Linked DNA regions of Mus musculus: regions 1, 2, 4, 5, 6 and 7 are each linked to region 3. The links are chromatin contacts, called in public Hi-C, HiChIP or PLAC-seq and promoter capture Hi-C maps. All regions are on one chromosome and are shown on one strand. Each heading gives the region's core, a stretch centred on a gene start, on an enhancer-like site or on the middle of the called end of the contact. The rest is flanking DNA. Distances are from core to core; before and after follow the strand shown. Region 1 holds the start of Pgam1 (phosphoglycerate mutase 1). Region 2 holds the start of Pi4k2a (phosphatidylinositol 4-kinase type 2 alpha). Region 3 holds the start of Slc25a28 (solute carrier family 25, member 28). Region 4 overlaps Ubtd1 (ubiquitin domain containing 1). Region 5 holds the start of Marveld1 (MARVEL (membrane-associating) domain containing 1). Region 6 holds the start of Kazald1 (Kazal-type serine peptidase inhibitor domain 1). Region 7 holds the start of Golga7b (golgi autoantigen, golgin subfamily a, 7B).

Region 1 (2,700 bases), core at 64-2,563, 1.8 Mb after region 3:
TGTACAAGAAGCTAGGGAGGGCAACCAAGACACAAGATCACTTCAGGTAGGCATGAGCAACCCTTTTACACAGCTACTGCCGTGTCCAAGTTAGGATGTGCCCTAATCACCAAGAGAAGTGCCTCTTCACTACAGGGAGCGGGGAGGCCTTGCTTTCTTATTAGCATTCCAAAATCACAGAGAACTGTGGGTGGTGCGGGGCACCCAGCATGGATAGGCAAAGGCGAGCTTATCTCCTGGACGCTTTCACCCTTTGCTCTGCCTCTGTCCTTGGCCAAGGGCCCGCCAGTTCCTCACACTTACTTGTTACTCCACCCAGAAATGGGGCAAGGACACTGGATTAGAACTAAGTTTTGTATGACCTTGGACAAATCTTTCCAGTCACTTTTCTAAACTATAACAAGAGGACGGAGAGAGGTAAAAAGGAGGGAAATTAGATCTGCCTGCTTCATAGGGCTGGAGAGAGCATCAACTGAAATCACCCACTCACATTCCTGGATTCGGTTTTGTGGTTTGCTGCTGTGCTACAAAGCTCTCCGAAGCACGCGGTTTCCAGGTTGTCTCAAAGGCCATTAGACATCCCCACCTAACACCCCCCCACTACCCAGGGCGAGCCCGTGACCTGCCGCTTCGCCATGATGGGCAGGCGCCTCAAGTATACTCCGGTACAGCCACTGATGTCACGGGGAATCGTCCGCCAGGCGCCCTAGGCCCTCGTGGTACCCTAAAGGGTCCTGGGCGCCACAGGTGGGGCTGCTCGGACCGGAAGAACAGATTTTAGCCTAGCGGCGGCTGTGCCCTCTTTCTGGCACAGACTCTCAGACTTAACGGGGTGACCTTGACAAGCGGGTTCCCCACCCTGCGTTCACCTCCCCAGATGAAAATTCAACTGCAGAGGCCGACCGAAGTGCCCGCCTCTCGAGAGGGCCCGGGGGCTCAGGCGACCCCTAGGCCGGTGCTGGCCCAGTACGCCACACAGCGCTCGTCCCGCTCGTACCTCGCAACGCCTGCCCGCCGCGCTTCGCCTCCTCGTGGCCCGCCGGGCTCAGGTCGGCGTCGTACCAGCCGCTGAAGCGGTTCTCCAGGTTCCAGGCGCTCTCGCCATGCCGGATCAGCACCAGCTTGTAGGCAGCCATGGCGACGGGCAGAGGATGCAGCAGCAACTGAGGATCGCCGAGATTCTCTTCGCAGCCCGCCCCCCGCCCCGGTCGCGCCTGCGCACTTACAGTCTCCCGCCCCGCTTCCGCGCACTTTCTCCCCGAAATCTTTCCACTCGCTCGACAGACCGCCGCCCGCCCCGTGTGCGCATGCGCCTCAGGCAAGTTCTGCGGCCTGCTAAGGGGGGGGTGTAGTGCACCGCGGCGGCAGTGCGCATGCGTTGTACGTAGCGGTACCCGCGTGCTACCCGGCAGTCACGGAGCGCACGTAAGCAAGGAGCGCGGAGGGTGCTGGTTGCGAGCTTGAGCTCCAGGCGCCGACTGGACACGCCGCGCTTCCTCTTTAGGGATGATCAACTATCCTCTGACCAGTTCTTCAGCCCTGCCAGGCCACAGTCCCATCCCTGCGCAATTCCAATATACACCCTTTTCCTTTTAACTTGTACTTCGGACAAGTCATAAGACGTCTCAGCCTCACTTGTAAAATACTCTATAAACCTAAACGTGGGTTGTTGCTATTTCCCTTCAACAGAACATTGTTCTTTTGGGTTGTTTTGTTGTTTTTTGTTTCTAGTTTGTTGCTTTTTTTTTTTTTTTTTTTTTTTTTTTTTTTTTTTTTGAGACAGTCTCTCTGCGTAACCCTGACTGTCCTGGAACAAGTTCTGTAGACCAGGCCTAGAACTCAGAGATTTCCTGTCTCTGCCACCGAAGTGCTAGATTAAAGGCGTGGTTCATCACGCCAGTTAGAGCACAGCTTTTTTTTTTTTTTTTTTTTTTTAAGATTTATTATTTATTTTTATGTAGCTGTACAAATGGTTGTGAGCTTTCCTGTGGTTGTTGGGAATTGAATTTTTTAGGACCTCTGTTCGTCCTGGTAGGCCCAGCTCGCTCCAGTCGGCCCTGCTTGCTCTGGCCCATAAATTTATTATTTATTATTATAAAAATAATAGTACAATAATAAATATATACATATGCATTTATAACTACATATTATATAATAATAAATAATAAATATGTATTTATACATAAGGCCACTGTAGATGTCTTCAGACATGCCAGAGGAGGGCATCAGATCTCATTATGGGTGGTTGAGAGCCACCATGTGATTCTGGGATTTGAACTCAGGACCTTCAGAAGAGCAGTTAGTTACCTGCTGAGCCATCTCATGTCGCCAGCCCCAAGAGAACAGCTCTATATCCCTTTTCTTCTACTAAATGTTGATTCTGTAGCTGAGAGTGTGTGGAAGCTCCTGTGTAGGTGTACAGGCTCATGTCCTTCTGAGAAGCAAACGTTAGGCCCTTACAACATTACAAAAAGGAATGTCTGTCTCTCCTTACCCCAATTTTAGTATCCACTTGTTAGGACCAATTTCTCCTGCCCAGGCTGTGGACTCTTAGTTTATTTCCATTAAACTTCTTCATGAGCATTAAACATTAGCCAGACAGTGGCCTATTACTAAGATACTAAGATAGTGTCATGAATTCCTGTCCTTTTAGTGGAGAGCAAAATCCACATTTAAACAATTGACAACAGAACTGAGCCA
Region 2 (2,700 bases), core at 13-2,512, 1.6 Mb after region 3:
GGATAAAGGTCACTTCTTCGCTGCCTCAGTCACCTCATGCCCCACATTATCCTGCTTCCACACCCCCCCAGTACAAAAGCAGGCGACAGAATTAAGGTCAGCAAAACTGCCCTAGCTAAGTAAACTGCTAATATAGAACTGAAGGAAAAATTAAAGGGCAGGAGACAGTTTCGTGTTTTTAAAGCTCCACACTCTGACACTGAGGAACCATAAGCAACGATATGAACCTTTTCCCAGAAGTGAGCAATAATCAGGACAGATGACACTGACGAATCCACCCACGCTGTCACCAATGACTGCTAATAAGAAACCTGGGATCCCTACAAAGACAGCCCCACAACACAAGAGGGAATTAAATCCTCTGAGTCCGTGATGGGTCGACACACAGCTTTGGGCCAAACTAAAATAAATAAATAAAAGGTGAAAGAGAATAGGTCTAAAACCCTGAATCTGGAGGCAATGACTAGCTACTTGTCCCAGTAGTTTGAAGCTAAGGGACCGACTGGAAAGCAGCTTGGGTCAGGACTTTTCTGCCCCGTATCTGGTCAATTTCCTCTTTTCTCTTTTCGCTCACGCCTTCCCCTGCAAAAAGGTTCTGATTGATTTCTTCATCCCGCGAGGTTTCTCCACTTCCAGTCCCCAGAAGCATCCCCAATCTCGCCGGGGGCTGGCGCTGAAGTTTCTTTTCTGCACCCTTTCGATTCCCCCTTTCCCCGGTCCCAGGGCGCCGCCCCCGCTGCGCCCGCACCCCCGCGCTCACCCCCTGAGAGTCCTTGACGAAGTAGCTTCCACTGGAGCCCTGGTAGATGCGCTCGGGATAGATGCTGCACTCGATGGCAACCTCGGCCTGCCGCACCACCACCTCGAACTCGGGGTCCTCCGGGAAGTCGTTCCGCTCGCGGTGGGTCTGAACGGCGTGCGCCGCCACGGCCGCTTGGGCGGCCAGGGCCTGGGCCTGCACCGCCACCGTGTGGGTCTGGCCCTGCGCCGCCGCGCCCCGGGCCCGGTCCAGCAGGGGCTGCCGCTCCCGGTCGTGGCCGGGCGAGCACGGCGGTGACGGGCCGGAGCCGGCCGCCGCCGCCACGCGGACCGCGCCCCCCGGTACTTGCGGAAAGTGAGCTCCGGAGCCCGACGGGAAGGTGTACTCCGGGGGTTGGGCCCGCTCGGGGGACACTAGCGGGCTCGTCTCGTCCATCCCTCAGGCCGCCGGCTCGGGGACCCGGCGCGCTCCACACCAGCGAGCTCGCGGCCGTGACCAATCCGCGGCACTCCCCCACCTCCCGCTTGGCCAACCAGGGAGCCGCGCCTCCGTAGCTCCGCCCCTAGCCTGTCCTGTTTACTTGGCGACGCGTAGGCACGGCCCCTCGCGCTTGTGTAGTGGCCAATCAGAACCTGCGCCTACGCAATCGCGGCCTCCTTAGCTTTCGCGTCACCTTCTGTGGAGACCGCGCATGCTCGAGACAAACCCGGGTTAGGTACGCCCTCTGCCCTTAGCCCGCCCCAGCTTCCAATTGGCAGACAGATCTTCGGAAGCTTTTCCGATAGCTGCTTCCTTGCTAACTTATTGACTGGCTACGCTGAGCTGACTGTGAAACTGCAAAATGTCATTTTTGTGTCACTAAGCACCAGCTATGGACAAAGAATTGAAACGACAACAATGACATAGGTCACTTGTGCTATCGCAATAAGTTAAAAAAAAAAAATCCTAGTACCTCAGCCGGGCGGATGCCTTTAAACCTTTAAACCTTGCACTTGGAAGTCAGAGGCAGGTAGATCTGTTTCTTTGAGTTTGCGGCCATAGTGAGTTCCAGGACGGCCAAGATTACACAGAGAAACCCTGTCTCGAAAAACCAAAAGTAAATAATAAATGTCAGTCTTCATGCAGTTTACATAGTATGCTTTGCTCATATACTATGTAAATCTGATCATTGAGGAAAGCTTTGGTCCCTTGAGAATAAATTAGTCCGTGACTTTATTCACCTGAATGTCTAGACACAGTTGGTCCTCGTTTTCATTAATAAAAGGAAGAAGCTTTGTCCTCACTCTGTATAAGCACCACCGGAGACAGATATAAAGCTAACAATATTAGCTGAAAGTTCGCAATAGTTCATAGACTTGAGAACGTGAGAAAAGGCCGTATACAGGGTCTGTACCAAGAGCCAGCTGCTAAAGGAAGTAGCTGAATTGCAAGGGGAGAAGGGAAGAAAAGGCATACCATGCACAGGGAGCATTGCCAAAGTGAAGGAGGAAGAAGGCTAAAGCCTATTTAGGACACCCTGCTTGGCTGAGGAAAAGCAGAGCTAAACACTAAAGGCCTAGTGAGCCAGCAGAGGGCACGTGACATCCGGAAGCTTCAGAGGGCAGAGCTTGCAGGAGTGCAATGTAGAGCGCATCCACTCTAAACCTAGAGACAGAACAGAGGCTGCAGGCATGGAGGAACAGCTAAGGCACTTGCTGCTCTTACACCGGAACCGGAACCGGAACCGGAACCGGAACCAGTTCCCAGCACTCATATCAGGTGGGCCACAAAAACCTCTAAGCCTTGCTCTAGGGAATCTGACACCCTCCTTTAAGCCTTTTCAGGTACCTTCACACGGACAGGCACAGAAGAGAGAGTGACAGAGAGAGAGAGAGAGAGAGAGAGAGAAGAGAGAGAGAGAGAGAGAGAGAGAGAGAGAGAGAAACAGACAGATTCAGAAG
Region 3 (2,705 bases), core at 195-2,694:
ATTCTTAACCCGAGGTTAACGGAATCTCCTTCACGCTGAAACCCGAAATAAAAAGCAGTTTTGTGTGTGACTGGGGATGGGGTTGGGAACTTAAGAGCTTTATTTTCCAAGAGATCACGACACAAACGTTAGTAACTACTGCCAAAGATTAGTTGAAAGACCCGTCCGCCGAAGGGCTAAGCTTTAGAGAGGAAATGGAAAAGCCTCCAACCGTTCTAAGGAAGCGCTACGAAAAGATGGAAAAGTTTGCAATTGCGTCATCATCTCATTAAAATAGGTTGTAAAGGCAGAGCTAGAAACTGGGGAAGCGTGTGCAAACACGCTGCTGAGAAGGGAGCCTGAGGTAGCCTGCAGAACCAGCGAGCGGAAAGGGGCCCTCGCTCCTCAGTAGAGGCTGAGGCTCGAGAGTCGCTTCAGTGCCCGCTTCTGCTCAAGGTAGTGGCCCTGAGGACCAGACGTCCCTAGCATCGTTTTACAACCGGGGAGCGGTTCTCAAGAAGCAGCAGCTCAGCGGTCCCGGAGAGAGAGAGCGGACAGCCATCAGACCCGGTGGAGTTTATCAGCAAGCGAGCTCGGGATACGAAGTTCAAGTGTATGTCTCGGAACAAGCTCCACTCCCAGGCATCAGCAGTTGCTCTGCCGCGATTGGGATGGTGCTCCAAGACCCTGACACCTGTCGTCGCCTCCGAACCATCCCATTTCGCCTTCTCCTTTCCCAACGCAGAGTCCACCCAATGAGAGCTCATCGGTCCACCCACTGGAGGGTTCACTAGGCGGCTTTGGGTGGGAGGCCCAAGGCGAGCGGATCTGCGCTGATGGCACACCACTCCAGAGCCACCCGAGGCTCACAGCCGATCTCCCCTAGCGGCGGGTTGGGCCGTGCCAGGGGACGCAGGGTCCGGGCTGACTCCGCCCCCGCCTGAGATCCCGCGGGAACAGTCGCACCGTGCTACTCGACACCCGGTGCACGCCAGAGCACGCGTCCTAACGGCAACCGACAGCGGTTTGACCTTGAAGGTCTGGCTGGCACCGCCCCCTCTCCCCGGCAGTCCCGACCGCCACGCACGCCGCGCCGGGGTACAGCCGGGAGCCGGTCCCTGTCCTCCAGGCGCTTCTCTCCACATCCAATGGAAGAACGAAGTGGTTCGGGCCAATGGCCACCGCCAAAGTAGCTAGAGCGGTTGAGCCTATCAAAGTTCAGCTTTACGTTTCTCCCGCCTCCGAAACGCTAGGGGCGGGTCGATCGGGCAAGTCCGCCAATCAAGAGCCAATAAACAAGACGCTTCCAAGATCAAAGGGGAAGGGGTGGGACCTACGGGACTAATGACAAGCTATCTGACGAATAACACAGATACATTTTGGCTCCGTAAAAAGGGGGCGGAGACACGTTAGGGCCTACACCAATGGCTGTCTGGGGGGCGTGTCCTCGGGGCCAAGCGGGAGCCGGAGGCCCCGGGCTCTCTGGGCCGCGCCTGAGGCGGACGCAACGGGGCCGGGGGGCGGCGGCAGTGGTGGCGGCAGCGGCGGCGCGTGTGGGCGCCGCGGCTGGCCGAAGTGGATGGAGTTGGAGGGGCGGAGTGCAGGCGGCGTGGCGGGAGGACCAGCTGCTGGGCCCGGGCGGAGCCCCGGGGAGTCGGCGCTGCTGGACGGGTGGCTGCAGCGGGGCGTGGGCCGGGGGGCCGGCGGCGGGGAGGCGGGGGCCTATCAGCCCCCTGTACGGCTGGATCCGGAGTCCGGCCCGGAATACGAAGCGCTGCCGGCTGGAGCCACTGTCACCACGCACATGGTGGCGGGCGCCGTGGCAGGGATCCTGGAGCATTGCGTGATGTACCCGATCGACTGCGTCAAGGTGAGACCTGGACCAGGCTGCGAACCGGACCTGGGGCTGACCCGACCCTGAACCTTGTTTAGAGCCAGAATCCCAACTGAGACCCAGAGCTGATAGGTTTCTTCCTGGCTCCTACCTCTACACACGGTTTGAGCCAATACTCCGTGCAAGCAAAGTCCTGGCTGGTAGATGAGCTCAGTCAGGAACCAGGACTTACTTCTAACGGTCAGTGAGGCGAAGCAAAAATCTTGTCAGCCAAAGACTTGATCCCGATTGGGACTAAGCAGGGATGGGATGGGATTGGGGGGGGGGGATCCCGAAGCACAGGTAAGTCTATAACAAACCAGCTGGCATGAAATCAGACGGTGAACTCTATCCGATAGCTTGGGTTGAGATGTGCTTCGGGTCGGCGCTTTCACAAGCTCCTTGCTGCGTCTTTCCTTTAAAGTGACGGGGCAGGAACCGGAATCTGGGATCTCTCAGCTAGATAAAAGTACGTATTAAATCTTAACCTGGGAGTGGTTGAAAAAAAAATCATTGTGCAGTCAAAAGTGAGAGTTCCAGACTGGAATGGATGTGGGAATAAGGCATGTTAAGAAAAACGGTTTCGGTTTCTCTGCGAGGCAAGATTGGTAGCCCATCTATTTCCTGAACGTAAAAATTGAGCTGGGACTAAGATTCTATGTTGAGGGAGCAAGTGCATCAGCCCCTTACACAACAGAGGTGAAACTGATAGTCTCTTTCGTTGGGCCCCTGAATTTGACAAAAAGGAAAACAGCTGGAGGGAAGTGTGATGATATTAGAAAGCAGATGTGGAGAAACAGAATGAGATTATCAGGGTACGCTCAGGGCTGGACGTAAAGCCAACTGCATCCAC
Region 4 (2,700 bases), core at 102-2,601, 1.7 Mb after region 3:
CAGCACATCCCCACAGCAGACAGCTTCACCTGCTTGGTTTGCTCTGAAGCAAAGATGAGAACACCTTGGCTCCCCCCAGGTGGTGGCTTTCTGCAAGCCAGTCAGTCTCTCTCAGCTGTCTTACCTTTCTAATAATGGCGTCCCACTCGGCTGACCTTCAAACTGCCTGCTAAGCCAGCCAACTACCTAGACCCCAGTGTCACAATCTCTGCTGTCTAGGCTCACATGTAGCCCTAGGTTCCCCCAACAATGTACTCCAGGCCAGCCTCAGTGAAGGCTTTTTCACTGGTGAATTATTTAGGTCTTTTTTTTTCCTTTATGTTTCTGTATACTGGTGTTTTGCCTGAACGTATGTATGTGTGCATCATGTATGTGTCTGATGCCTGTGGCCATCAAATTGGAGTTACAGATGGTTGTGAGCCACCAGGTGGATGTTGGGATCAAACCTCGACCCTGTATAAGAGCAGCCAATGCACTTAACTGGTGGGCCATCTCTCCAGCCCCATCACTGGCAAATTTTTAAGGAAAACCCCTTCACCCCAGGGTCTGTCACAGCACTCGTGCCCCTTTCTTCCTTTTGGACCCTCAAGCCACAGGCAATCTGCTCTCAACCTAGGAGCTATCTCTATTCTTCTCAGATCATGAGGCAATTACTTGATTTATCAGAGGATCAGCTTGTAGGCTAGGTTATATATGCCTGGGACCAGCCCCAGAACCGGCACAAGTTGCAGAAACATAGTCCAGCCCCTGCAGTACTAAATAGGAGCCCTCACCCAAACACCTTCCTCATTTTTTAGAAATTTTTTTAAAATGACATACGCCACACATAGAGAAATTACCTAAGAGAAACATAAAAAGAGAAAAATGTAAGTCACCTGTATTCTATTGCCTAAAAATAACTAGCAAAACCACACTGAGGTATTTTCTTTTTCTTCTCAGTTCACTGGGATCACACAGTGTGCATAACTGAAGCTTGTGGTGTTGTAACAGCCTCACTCTGAAGCCAGCCCCCAGCTCAGTGACTCCCAACCGCCTGCTGCTAGTCATATTCACCTATGGCGGCTCAATGCAAATCCAGATGCCCAAATGCTTGGTTGTGCCTGCTAGTGACTCAGGAAGCACGTGAAATCTAAATAAAATAAAAAGTCCTGCTGTCTTTATTCCAGACTCACTCAGGAAGCAATTACTCGGTGCTCACCACGCTACGTGCTAGGCACTATACCAAATGTGATTCTTCAAAGCCAGACAGAATCCTCGACTCATTCATCCATCCATCCACTCAGTCACAACACGCACGAAGCCCTAGGCCTGTGACTGTGGACAGAGTAAAACACTTTCAAGGTCAGAGCCAGTCAGGGAGACAAACACAAAAGGACAGTGAAAGATCAAGTTACAAGCGCAGAGAACAGAGATGGATGGCCTTAGAGGAGGTAAAGCAGAAGAGGACGTGCTCCCATCTCTCAGTCTGGGCCCCAGTAGAGGGTATGATTGTCAGGGTTCTGAGCTGCTGTGATGGACAAGGAACCTGTCTGGCCTAGCAGTGTACTGAGGTCTCTGCAGCAGGCAGTCTGCATGGAGATGGAGATGGAGATGGAGGGACTGGATCTGGGAGGGGCTTGAATTGCATATTAGGTAACTCTGTTTCTAAAACCAAGGCTGGAGCTCTTACCAAGGGCAGGCACATACCCAACCACTAAGTTCTCCCCAGCATGTTTCTAATTTCCTACACTGTGATGAAAGTCTTCGCACATAAAGCTTTGGGCACATTTCAGCTTGGTCCCTGTGATAAAATCCTCACTGGGGAATTTCTAGGTCAAAGAGGCAGGATATTTTTAGGGCTCTTGGTCCTTTTGCCAAACTGCTTTCCAGAAAGACCTCTGAATTTCCATTCTACCAGTAGTGCCCACAAGTGCAGTAGTGTTCAGGTCCAACAGGGGTCAGAGGGCAGCTCCTGTTCCCTCCACTGTTAGGACAAAAGACTCAGGAAGCACCTTTCTTAGGTTCCGAATGAAAGGATGGCTTCCAGGAACAGGTCACGCTACAGCAACAGGACCTGAGGCTAAGGAACTAAGTGGGGCTAAGTAGCTTTGCAGATAAGCTGGGCCAAATAAGAGGCTCTCTTCTTGTTCTAACCCATCTTCCTTACTTTAGTGATATCTCACTCATTTGCTCAAAAACATTCCCTTCCACAACTTTCCAATGCCTGTAAGGCAGAGGCTGGAGAGACGGCTCGGTGGTTAAAGAGTGCAGGCCACCTCTTCCTGAAGACCCAGCAGCAAGTCAGGCAGCTTCTGGAACCCCAGCTCCAAGGAATCCAATGCACTCTTCTGGCCTCTACAGGTACACACAGACACACAGACACACAGACACACACACACTGGCCTCTACAGGTACACACACACACACGCACACGCACACACACACAGACACACACACAGACACACACACACACACACAGACACACACAGACACACACACACACACACACACGCAGTACACACTCATAGACATAGACACATTTCTAAAAACACCCTAAAATATAGTGAGTTGGCCTAATGTTATTTATATTTTAATGTTAATATTGGGCCCCTAAGACTGGTTGCCCCAGAAATGAGAGAGTCTACAGGTAAGATGCTGAGTGACCCTGCCCCAAGTTACTTCTGATAGGTAAATAAAGATGCCAACAGCCAATAGCTGGGC
Region 5 (2,700 bases), core at 4-2,503, 1.5 Mb after region 3:
CTGTCCCCAGCTCCTCTTGCAGCTGCCTGACTGCATTCTACACCTCCCTAGGCTGGAAGAGGGGGCAGGGAAGGGATGCTCTTCCGACTGCAGGGCAGGAGGGAGGGGGCAATGGCGCAGTCCAAAGACTGGTTCCAATTTGGGAGCCTCCCCCGGATCTACGCGGCGGCGCCTGTCCACGTCTAGCTCTCGACAGGGAATGAGGAAAGGGACTTCCAGGCTTCGCCTGAAGCGGCCCAACTGGGTGTGTGCGTCGGCGCCTCGGATGGCTGCGTGGGTCCCTGGAAGCTGATATCTGGGCTGAGCTGCGGTACAGCAGTCAGACTAGAACTGAACGTCGGGGATCCAGGGCGCGGGCAGTGGAAACGCAGGCAGGGAGAGGGTGCAGGGGCACACCGGCACTAGGCGGCGGCAGGAAGGGTTCGGGAGGGATTCCCTAAACCGATCTGGGCCGCGGTGGAGCGGGTGGCCTCACACCACCTCCTCCTTGCCCTGGTAGCGACGGCAGCAGCCGTAGAGTGCCGAGAGTAGGTAGAGGCCGAGGCAGAGGCCGCCGCAGACAGAGGCCGCCAGGAAGGCATGGTAGGCGCAGGGCAGCCGGTAGTTCTTGAGGTTGCAGTAGCTGTGGCGCTGCGTCTGGTCGATCATGATGCCCGTCGCCGCCCCGTAGAGAGCAGCCGCCAGCAGGTCGTGCGCCACGTTGACCACGAGCCAGCGCGAGCCCAGCACGGGCACCAGCTCCTGCTTGCCCAACAGCGTGATGAAGTAGAGCCCCAGGGTGAGCAGCCAGAAGAGCACGGACACGAAGAGCGCGAAGTGCACCGGGCCCTGGTACTTGCTGGTGGCAATGGTGATCCAGAAGGCGGCTCCGGCCAGCAGCTGCAGCAGCCGCAGCACGCCCAGCGGGCCGCGCAGGAAAGCCCGCTGCAGGCGCAGGGAGCCGCGGGCCGTGCGCGCCTGGGGCGGCGGCTGGCGCGGGGGCGGCGGGAGCATGGCCCCCGGACGCGGCGGCGGCGGCGGCGGCGCCCCGAGCAGCGGAATGGCGGCGCCTTGCTCGCGGGGGCGGCCCGAGCCCGGGCCCGCTGCTCCCGCTGCTCCCGCTGCTCCCGCTGCTCCCGCTGCTCCCGCTGCTCCCGCTGCTCCCGCTGCTCCGAGGCCTGCCCTCCTCCCTCTACTTCAAGTCCTCAGCGCTGCTTCTCATCGGCACCCTTCCTCCCTTCTCTCCTTTTTCTCCCTCTCTCCAGCCCTCCTACTCGCTCTTTGGCCGTCCCCTTCGTTGGTCTCCACCCCTCCTCGCGCCTCCCAGCTTCCTGCCGTCGCGCCCTCCACCCTGGCTACCCCCCCTTTCTCCTCCGCTCCCATTCCTTCCTTCTGCAGCCAGGGCTGAATGCCCGCACCCCCCTGGCCCATGACAGGCCTTTTGCCCAGGCTGCTGGGCCAAGTTTGCCACATCTGGAGCCACCCCAGCCCTTCCTGCCTCGCAGGCCTGGCCGATCTTAGGTCTTCGAGAAGAAAGCTACAACAGCCTCTGCCCAGCCTGTGGCTGGACCCTCTTGATTCTCTCCAGTCACAGGAGACTGGAGACATAATTCTCTCCCATCGAGGCGTCCCATCAAGCCTGAGTAAGCAGGAGGTCTGAACTGACAGTTGTTCTCACTGGGACATCCTCAGTACCCTTCACTTGCCCACCACAAACTCGCCTGTCCAAAGCTGGTCTCAGACTGTCTTGCCATGAAGGTCTCTTGGTCAGTGTAAGAAAACTATCACTCACTGGAGGCCCAGCTGCCTTACCCACAGCGCACAGAGCATAGCAACGCCAAACACTTCGACCATTCCTTCCTGGCCATCTTTGCGTCTTGCTTAGATTAAAAACATGTCACCTAACATGGTCAGGACAGGCCTAGGTCTCAGAGATGGCATGTCCCGTATGCTTAACTATTGACCTAGATGGCAAGGATCCCAACGATGCCAAGGTTCATTGACATTACAGGGCCCTCTCTATGTAAGCTTCCCGCGACCCAAGACAGGAGAGCAATAGTTGTTTTCATTTTTCCTGAAGACTGAAGGGTTTCAGACCAGGAAGCCAGAGATGGCTTCTCTGCTCTCCACCCCACCAAAGAGCCAACCTTTGTGCTTCAGCAATGTTACACAACTGACCTGGCTGTTCCCAACCCAGTATGGAGCTGTGTCCTGTCAATGTGGCACATTACATAATCTGTCCCCAACCAACTTCCAGTTTCTTGGGTTTTTTCCACTTCCTTCCCCAACTCATGTCCAAACTCTGTCACTTATGAACTGCAAGTTTCCCACATGAACTCAGAATGCTCTTTATTTTCCAGACACTCCCTCACCAGCAGACATACCCAGTTTAAGCACTTACTGGTTTAAGGTTGAGCTCCCCACATTGACAATTATTTGTTTGTCTGGGCCTCCATTTGAATCATCCCTAGTTCTGAGTCTACTACATCAAAAACTGGTCTATTCTGGCTTATCCATCTTTGCCTGAGCCTGGCATGTAGGAGCCCCTCAGTACATACAAATGGAGTTGCTTGCCAATTGGCTGCAGGAATAGTACTGGACCTAAGTGTGGTGATTTGAATAGATACATCCCACATAAACTCACTGCTTAGCCCATAAGGATTGGCACCGTTAAGAGGTGTAGCCTTGTTGGAATCAGTGTGGCCTTGCTAGAGGACCTGT
Region 6 (2,700 bases), core at 156-2,655, 1.4 Mb before region 3:
TTTGGGTGAAGGGGGGTCCTTTCAGTTCAGACCCAGCTATTGGCTATGTGCCTGTTCCTTCGGAGGCCAGTCCCTGCAAGGACCTGCCTGGATAGAGCTCTTAGGCACCTCAAACCTGGCAACAAATCTCAACCTGCTTTTTAGTTGGCAGCCTTTGAGGCTCATGGTCTCCCTCAACTATTCATTCTGCTGACCACAGAGCAACGCTGTCGGGGATCCGGGAGTAGTGCCTTTGGGGAGCCAGGGTTCCTGGTACTAAAAGCCCTGGACTTGCGTACCCGATTCGCAGGGCCCCGGATGCACCACAGTGAGGTTAGCGTCCAGCCGAGCGCGGGCGGCCTCCTGCAGGCGACAGATCTGCGCGTAGGTTCGGCCGTCCGAACCACAGAGCGGGCGCTGCGAGCGGCAGACACACAGCGGCTCCGGCACCTCTCCTCGACTCAGGTCACCGCCCGCGTCCAGCCTGCACTCGAGCTGCTCGCCGCAGCGCCCGTAGAAGTTAGCGCTGGGGTCCAGATCGCAGAGCTGGCCCTCCAGGTTTGCGCATTCCCAGCAGCAGCCGCACGCATCCCGCACCCGGCCTGCTAGGCATCCCCGCGGCGCAGCGCACTCTTCTGGCCGGCAGGGAGCACAACCCTCGCCCTCGGCTAGCAGCCGCAGCCAGCCTCGCCGCAGGTAATCGGGGCCTGTGGACGGCCTCGCGCTAACGGGTAGCTGGGTCCACACCACCAGCAATAATGGTAGTAGCAAGGACAGCGCCAAGGTAGGTGCAGCATAGTTAGCTGGAAGCCCTGTGAACACTCGGGGCATCGGCGCGTAGGTGGCACCCTGCCAGGAGAGGGAAGCCAGGTCTGGAGGTCAGAGATAAAGTCAAGGCTGTATAAAAGCTTGATTCTATCCTCTGCTACCCTGTAGCCAACTAGAAGCCCTAACAAAGAAGCCTGGTGATTCCCAGGGGTTTATGCCAGTTGGTAATTGATTAAGCTGGTCTTGGGGACTAGGGAATAAAGAGAGAGTGTATCGGGGAATGATCACTAACACCCATGCAGGGATGCACACACCCATACACAGACATACGCGTATACACACACACACATGCATACATATATGCACGCGCGCGCGCACACACACACCAGCATCACCTCCAGAAACCACCCAACTCTGATGCATCTTTGCCCCAGAGATAGATAAAACTACACTTGATGTAAAAACTTCAGGTTGGGGTGATGGTGCTGGGGACATACCAGCGACTCACCTAGTGCCTTGGACTAGGCCCTTAACAGCTGGGATTTCCAACCTAAAAAAAAAAAAAAAAAAAAAACGGTAGGGAACGAAGAGTCGCATGCACGGCCAGCCAGACCCGCAGGCCACCCCTGCTTCTGTCAGGGGATCGCTGGCAGCCCACAGACTTAAGATTCAAAGAGAAACTCCTCCGCCTCTTCTCCCCGCCCCCAGATGTCGAATACCCGCCTTCTTCCCTGGCCCCGAGGCCGATAATTTTATCCAGTCTCACAAGGACCCTCCTGGGCCTTTCACTTCGACCCTAGCCCAAAGTCACAATGAGTGTACAGAGCCGCGTAACCAGACGCCGCCACTGGGAAAGCAAAGGCTATGAGAAGAGAATAGGGGTGGAATGGCCGAGGAGCTCAAACTGTTGGCTGAGCCTCAGGTCCTGTCTCATCTGATTTAGGTCTGGAGAGCGGCAAACAGCTACAATATAGAAAGAAGGAAAGGCTAAGAAATTTTACTCAATGTAAAATTGACTTCAACACTATGGGCGTTTCTGGAGGCCAGGCTCGGGGCCAGCTTCCTCTGGGCACGGTTTGCAGCTGTGTTCACCCAGTCTCTCCACTGGGGCGCAGACTAGACTATAAGCTTTTCCAGCTGCCATCCACATCTGGCTACCTCCCTCCCAATATAGGGCAGGTGCTTGAACCCGCGGAGGAGCCTGGTGATTAGAGGTCGGAACTGACTAGCGGCCGCAGCAAGGCCGGCGGGTGACTCCCCATAGGGCGTCTCTGGGCTCCGGATTACAGGTTGCAAAATTCGAGCATGTCGGGGCCAAAAGTGTTCAGTCTGGAGACCTCCGCCAACGCCACGGTGGCACTTTTGGGTTAGGGGCAGGAAGCAAAGCATCCCCGGAGGCCCGCCCACCACCCCGAGAATGGCAGGCCCCGCCCCCGCCGGCCCCCAAACAGCTTCCAAAAACCGCAATCCAAGCTCCTAGGAGGAGGAGGAGCAGAAGGAAACCGGGCTTTTAGGCAAGGGAAGGGTGGGGCTTATATAGGCCCCGCCCAGAAGGCGTCAGAGGTTCTGACTGCGCGTGCGTCCGCGGCCTGCGGCGGCTCCGCTCTACCCTGCGAGGAAGAAGCACTGCAGTCACCGCGCAGTTCTGACTTTGGCCGAGCCCTCCTCAAAGGAGCGTTCAGTCAGCAGAGACGCTGCCTCTGATCAGAGGGGTTCCGACAAGGTAGAAGAGAGCTGTACACAGGCAATCCCAAACTCCGAGGAGACGGGAAGCGAATTTCACGCGAGGTTTCGGGATTGTCGCGAGAATCCCAACGGCAAGCTAGAAAAGGAAAAGCCCGCGGCTTTTAAGCCAGGAAAGAACGAGGGCAGGCAGATTCCGATGGTGGTGCTAGGCAATCCCTTGGTTGGAGGACGCGTTAACTGTTGGCCTGGGAGCAGAAGTGAAGCGAG
Region 7 (2,700 bases), core at 7-2,506, 1.4 Mb after region 3:
AACTTTCAGCTCTGCTGTTGGCATGCTGTGTGGGTACCGAGCCAATCCTTTCTTCCGTATGTCAGCTTCACCATGCGTAAAGAGCTCTCCCCGGGGAGGAGTAACCTCTGGGGGTAGAGACACAAGTCCCGACTTCTTACACATTATGCCAAGATTTTGTCCTTAGCTAACAGGTCCCTTGGTCTATAGACACACTGTGAAGCACACAGTCGCTTCCCCCTCACAGGCAAATGTGGATACACTGAGAACAGCAGCTCAAATGGAGAAGGAAAGAAATTCTCAAAAGTGGGGGCTGGTGCAGGAGGTTCATTAAAACCAACCCTTTGGGTTCTGGGCCTGAGCATGTCTTTTTCCACGTTCTCCTCCTAAGGAAATGTGGATGTGAGGGAAGGTGTGTCTTCCCTAGACAAGCATTTGGGTTAGAAGCAGGATACTGCACCGCATAGCAACAACAGCAGTAGGCCACCTTCCCTCCCCTTACACAGGTGTGCAGGGATCTCCAAACCTCTAGGGAGTCAGAACCCTGTGTTCAGGAGAAGGGGAAACCCCAGACCAGCTGGGACTTGGTGCTATTGGTAACAAGTAGATTCCCAGGGCTCAGAGTGGCATGGGCAAGATTGACATGTCAAAGGTGAAGGGACCCCTCAGCAAAGCTCTGCTTATATGCCATGCCACTCCACACCTCCCACCATGAACCCAGGGAACCACCCTCTACCCCCATCCACCCCCGTCTTCTCCTCGTGCCCAGTCTGCCCCTAGTGGGGAATCATTCCCTGAGGCATTGCCTGCGGGTTAAGGTGTTGGGCCCTACCTCAGTGGCCATCTTCAGGGCGTTCTGACCAGTCCTTGGCTGTCGCTGGGCTGGTTCAGGGGGGCTGTCCGCGGTGCTGATAGGAAGAGCCGGTGGGCTGGCCGAGGCCAGCGAGGGCCTGGGCGCTGTCCGCGGTACTGATGAGATCGCCGAAACCTGAAGCGCGCTCCTGCCGACCGGAGGGTCCCTGAAAGGTGGTCCGTGCTGTCCACGGTGCTGACGCGGGAGCCGGACCGGGGAGGCGAGGCCGCGCCGGAGGCTCCTCACCACCCGATCGCCTGCTGCCAGGGTTCCTGCAGGCAATGGCCCGGTTTTATCTTTGACAGTGGCAGCAGCGGCGGGCACGGGGGCGGCGGGGGAAGGAGGGGCCAGCGCCTCGGCGGGCGGGGAGGGGGAAGCCGCGGCCCCCAGACTCCGGCACCCGCCGGAGAGGAGCCCCGCCCGCGGCCACCGGCTCCGCTCCCGCCCCACCCCGTCCCGCCCCGCCCAGCGCCCCGCCTCTCCTGCCTGCCCTCCCCCCCAGCAGGAGTGCCTAGAGCGTTGCGCTAGCTTCCACCGCCTCCGGGGACTTCCAGAAGCTGAAGAAAGAAGATGGGCTCTGCTGCAAGGCACCCGGCCTGCAATACGGAAGGCCCCACCATCCACAGGCCGCCAGCCTCTTACCTTTCCAAACACCTTCAAATTCTCACTCTAACCTTCCCGTCCTGCCCCAAGCACTACCCAGCCTTATGGGAACATTCCCTTCCCTCTTTTCTCCTTTCTGCTTCCTTAAATGGGTAAAATCCCATTAGCTAGGGGAAAATGCTGCAGATATAAGAGAGCATTTTCTTAAAACACATACGCACATTTCATCCCCAGGTTTTCCCTAGGGCCCTTTCTTTTATGGAAGCCAGTCTTTCTTTATGATCCTCCTAGTCCAGGTCCCACCCCTTACACTTCTGTCTCCCTACAGCCATCCCAGAGTTTATACACACTCCCACAATACCCAATTACCACCACTAATCAAAAACCACATGCCAAACCGGTATGCCCACTCTCCAAGGTGGTAATTTGGCATTAGGCCTTCCAATCAAATGGTTTATCTACTTAATAAGCAGAAAGGAAACCCCAACACAGGTGTCTTTGAACACATCCACAATAACCCCAGATCTGTGTCTGAGGGGAGCTGGGTACTTCTTCTACAGCCTGGCTGCCCACAGGTCAGCAGCGTCGGCCATGACATAAAACTGGAGTAGGTGCCACAACAGGCAGCCAGAAGACCTGACTCCAGGTCAGACTTCTCCCGATTTCCTACCTTGATTAGCTGTCTCACTCCCTGAGTTTACGGTCCTCTTTCTGCAGGATATACTTGTTGCCCTTCTTCATTAGCCTATAGCTAGGGTCCTTTCTTCTTCTACCAAATTTCCCATTTAAAATTTCCAAACATACAGGAGAAGTTGGGGAAAAGACATTTGCCAGAACAGTCTAACTAACTCAGTCAGCAATAGTATTTTTACATTTGATTTTGATTTGTTGGCTTTGCTGACGGAAACTGGATCAAGGAGACGTATATAATTTCACTAGATTATCAGAAAGCGATAGATTCCACAGTTTTATCCTTAAATACTTCAGCACTCATCCCCTCAGAATAAGAACATTTTCCTGAGGCAGGTGTGATGGTGCACACCTTTAATCTCGGCGCTCCTGAGGCTGAGGTGGGTGGAGAGACGTGAGACCTTGTCTCAAAAAGCAAAATAACATTCTTCTCTGTAATCACAATATCATTATCATGTCTTTTAAAATTCCATGGTAACCCTACTATTTTAGGATGGTTTGTTACCCCAAAGACATATTAATAGCTTTTTTTTCAGCAGAACTTTCTATTTTTAATACCAAACATTTATGGATCA

What was found. Promoter capture Hi-C pulls out the DNA fragments that hold promoters and counts their contacts. Hi-C and Micro-C count contacts between places; a contact is called where the count stands out from the background. HiChIP or PLAC-seq counts read pairs in DNA pulled down with a chosen protein or histone mark.
Region 1: a contact with region 3 is called in an H3K27ac HiChIP or PLAC-seq map of extraembryonic endoderm stem cells, with 6 times the contacts expected there. The contact joins the promoter of Pgam1 here to the promoter of Slc25a28 in region 3. A contact is called at or near these places in 1 of 39 promoter capture datasets (liver), 2 of 115 datasets of contacts at active chromatin or transcription factors (astrocytes and extraembryonic endoderm stem cells) and 1 of 9 other capture datasets (adipose tissue).
Region 2: a contact with region 3 is called in a Hi-C map of B cells, with 9 read pairs. The contact joins the promoter of Pi4k2a here to the promoter of Slc25a28 in region 3. A contact is called at or near these places in 15 of 39 promoter capture datasets (the 3T3-L1 cell line, the C10 cell line, the HPC-7 cell line and 9 more), 1 of 484 Hi-C or Micro-C datasets (B cells), 8 of 115 datasets of contacts at active chromatin or transcription factors (embryonic forebrain, embryonic hindbrain, embryonic stem cells and 5 more) and 3 of 9 other capture datasets (adipose tissue, liver and macrophages).
Region 4: an H3K27ac HiChIP or PLAC-seq map of embryonic stem cells shows a contact between it and region 3, with 3 times the contacts expected there. The contact joins the enhancer-like site here to the promoter of Slc25a28 in region 3. A contact is called at or near these places in 5 of 39 promoter capture datasets (the 3T3-L1 cell line, the C10 cell line, embryonic stem cells and 2 more), 4 of 115 datasets of contacts at active chromatin or transcription factors (embryonic stem cells, fetal liver, large pre-B cells and 1 more) and 1 of 9 other capture datasets (liver).
Region 5: a contact with region 3 is called in a promoter capture Hi-C map of hippocampal neurons, with 3 times the contacts expected there. The contact joins the promoter of Marveld1 here to the promoter of Slc25a28 in region 3. A contact is called at or near these places in 7 of 39 promoter capture datasets (the 3T3-L1 cell line, the HPC-7 cell line, HPC-7-derived erythroid cells and 4 more), 8 of 115 datasets of contacts at active chromatin or transcription factors (astrocytes, bone marrow-derived macrophages, embryonic stem cells and 3 more) and 3 of 9 other capture datasets (adipose tissue, macrophages and pancreatic islet).
Region 6: a promoter capture Hi-C map of hippocampal neurons shows a contact between it and region 3, with 5 times the contacts expected there. The contact joins the promoter of Kazald1 here to the promoter of Slc25a28 in region 3. A contact is called at or near these places in 5 of 39 promoter capture datasets (the C10 cell line, cranial neural crest, hippocampal neurons and 2 more), 1 of 484 Hi-C or Micro-C datasets (B cells) and 1 of 115 datasets of contacts at active chromatin or transcription factors (astrocytes).
Region 7: a contact with region 3 is called in a promoter capture Hi-C map of liver, with 2.7 times the contacts expected there. The contact joins the promoter of Golga7b here to the promoter of Slc25a28 in region 3. A contact is called at or near these places in 7 of 39 promoter capture datasets (the 3T3-L1 cell line, the C10 cell line, embryonic stem cells and 3 more).

The regions. Positions count from the first base shown.
Region 1 is chr19:41,910,484-41,913,183 of GRCm38.p6, reverse strand. It overlaps Pgam1 (phosphoglycerate mutase 1), which reads right to left and starts at 1,313. Exons shown (of 4, transcript NM_023418.2): 1 at 998-1,313. The coding sequence starts at 1,136.
Region 2 is chr19:42,088,997-42,091,696 of GRCm38.p6, reverse strand. Pi4k2a (phosphatidylinositol 4-kinase type 2 alpha) reads right to left here and starts at 1,262. Exons shown (of 9, transcript NM_145501.2): 1 at 761-1,262. The coding sequence starts at 1,195.
Region 3 is chr19:43,673,620-43,676,324 of GRCm38.p6, reverse strand. It overlaps Slc25a28 (solute carrier family 25, member 28), which reads left to right and starts at 1,444. Exons shown (of 4, transcript NM_145156.1): 1 at 1,444-1,849. The coding sequence starts at 1,559. BC037704 (cDNA sequence BC037704) reads right to left here and starts at 1,147. Exons shown (of 1, transcript NR_045645.1): 1 at 1-1,147.
Region 4 is chr19:42,007,647-42,010,346 of GRCm38.p6, reverse strand. All of the region lies in intron 1 of Ubtd1 (ubiquitin domain containing 1), which reads right to left. Among named protein-coding and RNA genes, the nearest start is that of Ankrd2, 27 kb to the left of the region's middle. Within about 2 kb of position 1,351, at least 57 of the 459 cell types and tissues checked have an H3K27ac peak or open chromatin away from gene starts, as enhancers often do. A contact at or near this core is called in embryonic stem cells, where this site is marked.
Region 5 is chr19:42,145,942-42,148,641 of GRCm38.p6, reverse strand. It overlaps Marveld1 (MARVEL (membrane-associating) domain containing 1), which reads right to left and starts at 1,253. Exons shown (of 2, transcript NM_183195.2): 1 at 1-1,253. The coding sequence starts at 993. The coding sequence ends at 472.
Region 6 is chr19:45,074,792-45,077,491 of GRCm38.p6, reverse strand. Kazald1 (Kazal-type serine peptidase inhibitor domain 1) reads right to left here and starts at 1,405. Exons shown (of 5, transcript NM_178929.5): 1 at 1,256-1,405; 2 at 279-828. The coding sequence starts at 810. It overlaps Gm35782 (a long non-coding RNA gene), which reads left to right and starts at 2,383. Exons shown (of 4, transcript XR_877888.1): 1 at 2,383-2,470.
Region 7 is chr19:42,254,295-42,256,994 of GRCm38.p6, reverse strand. Golga7b (golgi autoantigen, golgin subfamily a, 7B) reads right to left here and starts at 1,256. Exons shown (of 5, transcript NM_027694.2): 1 at 812-1,256. The coding sequence starts at 823.